Linked DNA regions of Mus musculus: all the other regions are linked to region 2. The links are chromatin contacts, called in public Hi-C and Micro-C maps. All regions are on one chromosome and are shown on one strand. Each heading gives the region's core, a stretch centred on a gene start, on an enhancer-like site or on the middle of the called end of the contact. The rest is flanking DNA. Distances are from core to core; before and after follow the strand shown. Region 1 has its middle 46 kb from the start of E330032C10Rik. Region 2 overlaps Lclat1 (lysocardiolipin acyltransferase 1). Region 3 holds the start of Lclat1 (lysocardiolipin acyltransferase 1).

Evidence for each region. A called contact is a pair of places that touch in the nucleus more often than the background predicts.
Region 1: a contact with region 2 is called in a Hi-C map of the C2C12 cell line, with 4 times the contacts expected there. The contact joins two enhancer-like sites. A contact is called at or near these places in 12 of 39 promoter capture datasets (the 3T3-L1 cell line, the C10 cell line, the HPC-7 cell line and 8 more), 7 of 15 datasets of contacts at CTCF or cohesin (CD8 T cells, the NIH/3T3 cell line, embryonic stem cells and 3 more), 148 of 484 Hi-C or Micro-C datasets (the 3T3-L1 cell line, the 4T1 cell line, the 63-12 cell line and 80 more), 11 of 115 datasets of contacts at active chromatin or transcription factors (the 230-238 cell line, CD8 T cells, the NIH/3T3 cell line and 7 more) and 2 of 9 other capture datasets (adipose tissue and liver).
Region 3: a contact with region 2 is called in a Micro-C map of muscle stem cells, with 5 times the contacts expected there. The contact joins the promoter of Lclat1 here to the enhancer-like site in region 2. A contact is called at or near these places in 12 of 39 promoter capture datasets (the 3T3-L1 cell line, the C10 cell line, the HPC-7 cell line and 7 more), 5 of 15 datasets of contacts at CTCF or cohesin (CD8 T cells, the G1E-ER4 cell line, the NIH/3T3 cell line and 2 more), 77 of 484 Hi-C or Micro-C datasets (the AML12 cell line, B cells, the C10 cell line and 30 more), 11 of 115 datasets of contacts at active chromatin or transcription factors (the 230-238 cell line, the HPC-7 cell line, the SCID.adh cell line and 6 more) and 1 of 9 other capture datasets (liver).

What each region holds. Positions count from the first base shown.
Region 1 is chr17:73,295,652-73,298,667 of GRCm38.p6, reverse strand. No RefSeq gene overlaps it. Among named protein-coding and RNA genes, the nearest start is that of E330032C10Rik, 46 kb to the right of the region's middle. Within about 2 kb of position 1,622, at least 9 of the 459 cell types and tissues checked have an H3K27ac peak or open chromatin away from gene starts, as enhancers often do.
Region 2 is chr17:73,192,963-73,195,736 of GRCm38.p6, reverse strand. The region is part of intron 4 of Lclat1 (lysocardiolipin acyltransferase 1); the gene reads right to left. It also overlaps the pseudogene Gm25406. Among named protein-coding and RNA genes, the nearest start is that of E330032C10Rik, 57 kb to the left of the region's middle. Within about 2 kb of position 1,461, at least 62 of the 459 cell types and tissues checked have an H3K27ac peak or open chromatin away from gene starts, as enhancers often do. A contact at or near this core is called in the C2C12 cell line, the C3H10T1/2 cell line, the HL-1 cell line and 7 more, where this site is marked.
Region 3 is chr17:73,106,579-73,109,383 of GRCm38.p6, reverse strand. Lclat1 (lysocardiolipin acyltransferase 1) reads right to left here and starts at 1,399. Exons shown (of 6, transcript NM_001177967.1): 1 at 1,228-1,399.

The sequences.
Region 1 (3,016 bases), core at 373-2,872, 100 kb before region 2:
ACATTTGGATTGCATGGAGGACTGCAGGGCTATGGTCTTGCCCTCAGTGTCTGTTCACCGCTGATCCATCTCCAGTCTCTGCAAAGAGGTCAACATGAAGCCAGGGCAGGCGTGGATGCTTCCTGGACAACAAATCTTAGTTTTGCTCATGTCTTCCTCTCTGGCCTCACCTGTCTTTCCTGGGAGATGCCCTTAGCCCAGATCCTGTAGAGCAGAGGTTCTCAGCCTTCCTAGAGCTGAGACCCTTTAATACAGTTAGGTCGTGGTGACCACCAGTCATAACATTATTTTTGATGCCAATTCACAATTGTAATTTTGCTACTATGAAGCATGATGTAAATATCATGTTTTCCCTGGTCTTAGGTGACCAACCCTGTGAAAGGGTCACTCACAGGGGTAGTGACCCACTGGTTGGGAATCACTGTTGTAGAGGGATCCAGAGATTCTTCAGGGGAGCCATAACATAGAGGGACAAGTGTTGGCTTTTTGGTTTAGCTATGTTATTGGCTTCTTATGCCTGGAACCCCTATTCCACCCTAATCCCTTCCAACCCCCAACACTAGGACGGAGAGAACGAAGGTTAGAAAGGAAAGGGGACATAGAGCTCTTTAGACTACCTCCTGCTGATTAGGGGCATCAGGTTCCTAGAGACAAATCCAATCTTCATCGGCAGAATATCCAGGAAGCCAGCAATCCAGCAAATGCAACAGGAGGAATGAGCAGCAGCTGGGGTGGGGGGCGGGGGGGGCGGGGGTGCGGGGGGGGGGGAGCAACGGGACCAGCGTGGGGGGGGGGTGAGGAGCAGCGGGACCTGCGGGGGGTGGGGCACAGCAGCAGCGGGACCAGCGCGGGGCGGGGGGTGGGGGGGAGCCAGAAAGGGAGCAACAGCCGGACCAGGGGGTGGCAGCGGGACCAGCAGGGGGAAGGGGCAGCGGGACCATCAGGGGAGGGGGAGGCAGCAGCAGCCGGACCATCAAGGGGCAAAGGGGGCAGAAGCTGCCTCAGGCCCTGTTAGTGCCCTCCCGTTATACCCACTCCAGAATCCCCATAATTAAACTCTCTGCAGCTAACACACACACACACACACACAGCATGAGACAATCCTAATTAACTGCTGTGGACAAACTGAAGCAGCCCCACATCCCACACCTGAGATTAAAACAAAAACATATCCCCACAACATAACTGTCATTTAAAACAACCCAAACTTCTCACTACAGCTAAGCGGTGAACTTTGGTTCGAAGCGTAGCTCTAGCTCTGTCTTTTATTGGCCGTGTGGTCCTAGGAAGGCATTGAACAATCCTGGATTTTGTCGTGCTTAATCTCAGGAGAGGAGGAGGTAACTCTCCATCTGGCTGGGTCATAAAGACCAAGTGACAGAGGTGATGTGGCTTTATCTAGTGAGGTTCTGAATCTAATCATTAGGTGGGGTGAATCATGGCAAGTTTCAGGTCTGTGCCTAGATAATTATGCTACACCTAGGAGTGTGATCAATATCTTTAATTTTCTTCATCTTCGGTTATTTATATTTCCTTCTCCATGACCTCCAGATGGCAGCATGGGCCACGGAAACAGAGCATCTCTTGTCAGGCTGTTGCTTCCCAGGATGCAGATGCTGATGGAGCCAGAGCAACAGTAACCACAAGGCCGCTGGCTGGGTTCTTACTGTGCTGGGGGTATAGGAAGCACTTCTCACAAACAGAAGTTCAAGTGCTTTGGCTTTATGAAGAATGAAAAGGGTCACTGATGGAAGGAGCTGCTGACCGGGAGAACCAGAAACCAAGCAAGTCCAGTCTTCAAGGATGCCTGCCAGGCTACTTTTCCCCCACCATGCTGGTCTTCTCTGTGAATGTAGTATCCTCCTTCACCAATGAGGAGAATAAGACAGAAGGACAGAATGGAACAGCTTAGAGACCAGGCTCCTGGAAATGTCCCATCATTCAAGACACTCACCTGTGAGATGCTTGGTGCAGGAACCATAGGAAAGCTGAACCCCTGAATCCCCAAGAGAATCTCTTCCATTCTCAAAGCAATCTTTGCCAAAAGCCAAAGTGGATTGTGGGAAATTCCCTCCAACCCTCTGCTGACCATCCTCTTTTACTGAACCCTTTAGCCACAGCATTTGAAACTCAACCTCTAATCCCTTCATCCTAAATATTCCTGGGCAATCTCTGAGCCAGCCACGTGTACAAACATGTGCCTTATTGGAGGAAGTGTGCTACTGAACGTAGACTTTGAGGTTTCAAGCCAGGACCAGTGTCTCTTCTTGCGGCCTTGGGATCTGGCTTTAGAAGTCTCGGGTACTTTTCTAGCACCATGTCTGCCTGCAGGCCACCATGCTTCTTGCCACAATGAAAATGGACAAACCCTCTGAAACTGTAAGCAAGTCCCAATTCAGTGTTTCCTAGATAAGAGTTGCTTTGGACATGGTGTCTCTTCACAGCAACACACCACTAAAAACTCTGTGTCTAACCTGAAGCATCCACAACTGTTTGCATCCCTTGAGGACTGCCACCAACCTCTTACCTTTCCACCTTGGGAAGTGTGGAACCTTGAAGGACCAAGCTCCTGAAAAGCTGAAAGACACAGTGGCATGGGCAATTTCTAGGCAGTTTCTGGATGTTCTATGCCCATCACTGATTTGAATATACAGGGGTCCTGTTAGACCAAACCAGCAGTTGCAATATGGTCCTTGAATAGAAGAGATAATCAAAGTGCAGCTACCACTGGGCTTGGAGCACAATGCCTTGGGAGATGTGAGGGGACAGGACTAGAGAGGCAGCCACTGAGCCTGGACCACCTGCATCCCCACCAGCCTCTGCAGCTGGTCTGGGATTTTAAGACAAAGAGAGACAAGGAGCTAGTCAGATGGCTTTGCAAGCTGGGCAGTTGGAGTCTATTTTGTAACCCACAGATTAATGGGGCTCCGACTAGCCCTGCAGAATAAAATTCAATTGGTTCAAGCCCCATGTGGCAGGGAGCTCGACTCTCTCCCACAGATTTATGCTCAGGCCG
Region 2 (2,774 bases), core at 212-2,711:
TAAAATACCTGCCTTGCTCAAGCACAGAGTGGCTAATATTACCCAGACCACTGCACAGCAAAATAGACACATGATTAGCACATCATGTACACACATCTGAACATGATTTGGCTGAATATAGTTACAGAGACAAGTATATGTTCCAATTGTTGGCAATAACTTCTTTTTCCATTCCATGAGGTCACTTTACAAATTCCAAGAAGAACCAAACTCGTTACTCAGCAAATACAACTGGAAAATAAAGTGTTCAAAAATTTGGCCTTGACTAGTAGAGATCATGAAATATCTTCTGATGACAGCAAATGTTAGGACATGTAATTCTCAGCTCTGTTTGGAAATTTACAGACTAGTACAAAAAAATTTATCTATATAAACACAACTTTCCTAGGAGTAAATTTAAGATCAGTGAGTTCTCTAGCCCTCCAGCAACCACAGATGTATCCCACAACACAATATCCAGTAGATAATCTTACAGAAGGGGCTGTGTCATTTCTATCAGAGGCACTGAGTCAAATGCCCACAGCTCTCCCAACAATACAAGGAGAGACCTTGGACATGGAAATCAGTAAGCTATTCTGCATCTGCTGTGAATGTCCTGGGCACGAGCAGACTAGTGGCAGCATTTCTGTTGCAACTAGCTGCAGACCTTAAAGGGGACAAGGAGCCCAGAGACATCGGAGAGATGCGACCTCTCATCAGCTTGTTGTCAGGATCAGTGACTCTGAGGGTTTTCACGTGAAAATCAAGTCTGATGTAGATGTGGAGACAAATATACACAACGCTAAAATGTACGGTTTGGGACACACTATGGGACAAATCAGTGTGGTGATGTTCCGCCCCTCACTTCACCCACCCCTTCCCAGACCATCATTATTAGTAACTGCACTGGCATCCCATTTTCCAACCACAGCCTCCTGTCAGCTCATTCCCTGCAGCCTCCCACTCCTTCCACCCACACCCATGGGACCGCTGGCCACTCTGAGCTTCTCAAGCCAACTGGGCATGTTGCAACCTCAGCTTGTGCAGCTGCTCCTCAGCTACCCACGCCTTCTGCTGCAGATGAAGTCTTCTACCTCATACACACAGTTCCTACTTACCCGAAACTTCAGAGAGGCTGGTCCTGACCACCTTAGAGGCTAGCACCCTGCTTCCTTCTTTTACTGTCTTCCCATCCTGCCTTATCTTTTCCCCTTTAAAAAATTTTTAGCTTTTTATTGGCTCTTTATGAATTTCACATCATGGACCCCAATCCCATTCATCTCCCCCTTCCCTCGTGCCCACCTTCCATGCTTGCAATACGACCCCCAGATAAAACTCTTGTGGAAGCTGTGTGTCACAGTATGTCCCACAGTATTTCCTTTTGTCCACACTTCTTGCAAATGTTCCTTGCAATGAGTCGGTCTGCCACGAGGCCTCTGGCTTCTGCTACTCTATCAGTATTGGAACCTCACTGAGACTCCTCCCAGATATCCTGTTGTTGCCCTGTCTCATGGACATCCTGTAGTTTGGGATCTATAAGACCGGCCTCTTCACACACTCCAGCAGTTTATTAATGGGATAGATGTTGGGGTCCGCCAATTTAAATCCTTGGACCTTGGACCAGGCTTGCTTCTGCCCAGGGCTGTGGTCTCAGGTGGAATTCTTCTAGTCTCTGGCTTGTTCCATATCCTGGGAGCCTGATGCCAAACTGATGGTCGTCTTAGATTCACCTTTCCCAGGAAATGTTAGGTTTGTAAGTCAGAACACTCACAGCCTCTCCCCTCTCTGCCACCTCCTGACACACATGTGACACAGCAGCCACGCCCACAATACCTCTAGGGGCAAGTGTTTTATTTTTCTATACCAACTCTTATGACAACTGTATGGATTCTTAGTAGCTGATTATCTCTTTCTTCATATAACAAGCTTCATGGAAGGGAATTAATTTTGTATATGAAATTTCAAAACACTGGAATATTTGTTAAATAAAGAAATTTTATGTTCAAGAGTATCAAATTCTATGGAATTTCATTGTTAAAATCTGAAAATAGTTTTCCTTTCCAAATCAGACAGAACTAAACAAGTGTTATGGCAAATTTTATGTCAACCTGACAAGGCTGCATGCGCCAGGCTTTAACTGTCAACCTGTCACAACCTGGAAGCACTTTTAAAGAGTCTTAATCTTGATCAGTGGGCATATCCCAGGGACTGTCACCTACTTTGGGTGGCATCGTTTCCTATAGTTGGGATCATGAAAAATGTAAAAGAGAAGAAAGCTAGCTAAGAGCAAGCAAGCAAGCAAGCAAGCAAGCAAGCAAGGGTGAATTTATTTCCCCTGCTAACTTTGGATGTGACCAGCTGTTTCAAGTTCCTGCCTTGCCTTCCACACAGAGATGGACTGTGACCTGGGAGTGTAAGGCGATGTAAACCCAGTTCTCCACTAACCTGCTTTCAGTTAAGATGTTTATCACAACATCAGAAAAGAAACTAGGATGGTACAAACTTTTATTCTAGAGATTCTGGTAAAGGTACTTTTTGATAGGATTGCTATTCCAATTGGTAGAGTAGTAGGGCAGACTACTTACTGCACAATGTGACTGGGTTTCATGTAAATCAACTGTCTTAGAAACAAGGGTATCCTTAACTGCACTACACAGAAGATGATGTAGTCCACTTTTAGGTTTCAACTGCTGCTCTTCCCAGGACTACCACTGGCCCAATCTGAACTTGCAAGGTCTGCTGTTTCAAAAACCACTCCCTTAAAGCACACCATGCTCTCTCCTTAAATATTTCTT
Region 3 (2,805 bases), core at 150-2,649, 86 kb after region 2:
GTGGTGAATATAAACTCATGCAGCCTCGCATACACAAATACAAATTTTTTAATACATGAATTTTGCAAAGTCTTTCATCAAAATAGTATTTTAAAAAGTAGCCCATCCAACTCTTTAAACTTTTTGTGACAGGGGGTTTCTTTCCCGAAACACGTGATGGGTATGAATGGGAAGCATTTTATCTTGGTAAGGCCTTCACCAATTTCTTTTTCAATACTTTCCTTGGACTTAACTGAATGTAAAACTCAGCTCTGTCTACATCCAATCAGAGGCGACTAAGCCTTCAGGCAAGAACCAGGAAACAAAACAGCTCCACAACCACAAAGAAACACCTTATGCCTTGTCTTTATTGCTTCTGGTCAAACATAATCTTAGATGTTAAGATACAACTTGAGAAGCCGGGCGTGGTGGAGCACGCCTTTAATCACAGCATTTCGGAGGCAGAGGCAGATTTCTGAGTTTGAGGCCAGCCTGGTCTACATAGTGATACAAAGTGACAGCCAGGACTATACAGAGAAACACTGTCTCGAAAAAAAAAACAAAAACAAAAACAAACAAAAAAAGAACAACAAAAAAGATACAACCTGAGAGACCAAACCTGCCAGGTGGGCGTGGTGAAGCACGCCTGTTATCGCACCAATACAAGGGCAGAGGCAAGGACCATGAGAGGCCAGCCCTTAGCTAGAGCGAATGCCAATAAAAAGGAAAATTGGACTCGAAGTCAGCCTTCAATGTGGCCTATCGTTCTTTCTGTGGCACTGCCACCTAGACCTAGGGCACACCTCTGTCACCTGCAAGAAACAAACTGCTTGAACCCTGAAAAACTCTCTTGTGGGCCGTTCACGTGGCGACCCCTGGAAAGCCTTGTGCTCCTGGAATCTGGACCCTGACACACCGTAGGCGGTGTAGGGGGACCCGGCAGCTCCCGGGTTTCACCGAGGTGTGGTGTGGACAGGAAGGTGAGCACAGAAGGGGCACCCGACGCTCCTCGCCCCCGCATCCTGATCAGCTCTGGAGGCTTCGGCCTCCCTCCCAAGAGCCGATCGCCCTAAGCCCTCCACCCAATTCCCGCCAGTGTCCGTCCCCCAGGGCCCACCCGAGGAGGCCTGCTCCGGGGAAAAGCCGCCGAGCCGCAGCTCTCCATCCGCCCACTCGGGAAAAAAAAATCCCTTGGCTGCCGCCATGTTCCCGCGCCGAAGCCCACACCTGACACCGCGGGCCGCGCACCTGGGACACACCGGGGGAAACGCGCGACGTCGCGGGGACACTGGGGCGAGACAGCGACTCCACGGGGGTCACAACCTGGGAGAAGAACCCGCCGCTAATTCATCCCGAAGCGGGGAGGCGTCGAGCCCCGTCGCCTTAGTAATGCGTCCCTCCGGGCTCCACCCTGATTGGCTCCTGGCGCAGTGACGCAAGGCGTCTCCGGCTGCGTGGGAAGCCCTTGAACCGGGCGCTCCGCCCCTGCTCCGCAGTGGGGAGAGACCCCGGGCGTCGTCTAAGCTCCTTTAAAGGAACCGCGCCCCAGATCAGTGTGGCCAGGCGCAGATGCCTGCCAAAGCTGGTAGGGGTAGAGGAGCAAGAAACCAAAAATGAGAACTCAAGCGGTGGTCTCCGGGGAATCTAGTGGTTGCGTAGGGGGATGGCAAAGCTAGAGCACTCATTTGCAAGCCTAACGTTTACGTCAGGAATCAAAGGGCAATTTAGTATCCAGCCAATTCTAGAGCCTGAGTTTCTGCTGGCACAAAACTCAAGACACCTTCAACGCCTGAGGTTACCTCATGGAAAATAAATCGGAGGCAATCATTTACAACTCTTACTTTCTTGCCTCATGTAAAGAGCAAATGATCACGCAGTCAGTTCTAGAGCCAGGTTCCTGATGGTGTAAAACTAAACGCACCTTCATTCAACCCCTAAAGTTGCAGGATGGAAAACGCAGAGACACTAAATGACAAGCGTTATTTTCTTGCCCCAAGTCAAAAAGCAACTCCAGGTTCTGTGGTGCGCAACTGTTGCTAATTCGCAGTGTTTGCTCAAGTCTCAACGTTTCCTCTTCTGGATGGCCCAATCAGTTTTTATGTTGCTGTCGGGTTTTTGTCGTTGTTGTTGTTGTTGTTTGGTTTTTTGGGTTTTTTTTTTTTTTCTGTTTGTTGGTTTTTTTGGTTTTTTTTTTTTTTTCTGTTTGTTGGTTTTTTGGGTTTTTTTTTTTTTTTTTAAGTTTGGTTTGGTTTGGTTTGGTTTTGTAGGACACTCTTTTGGAAAGGTCTTTGTGCCTTTCTACAGTGTTGGATCTGGCTCCAAACCTACCAGACTAAGCACCTGGATGCTAGAGACTGGTTAATTTAACCTCTTTGCGTTTCCCCTGCACAATACCTTCTTGCTGACTTTTAACAGATAATAGACATCTTTAAAAATATGAAATGTCCACACATAGCCGACAGAGCCTTTCAACAGCTTTTCATTTATGTTTATTCATTTAATCTGTTTATTTAACATGAAACAGAGAGAAATGAATTTTTAAGTTCAGGGTAGCCTTGTGTGGTAGTACATGCCTGTAGTCCCAGCAGTCCCCATAACAGAGCCAGGAGACTGCCTCTGCAAGACTCTAAATTTTAAAAAACAAATGCAAGGTGCCTTCGCGCTCAGAGCCAGCGTTACCTCTCCTTTACCTTTATTCAATACTTAAGTGTTTGAGATGTGCCACAATTGTATTAGAAAACAGAAAATACAACGAAGGAAAAAAAGCAGCACAAAAATGCAGTTATCCCTCAGAGGTTGAACGGACCTCACTTTTGTCTCTAAACT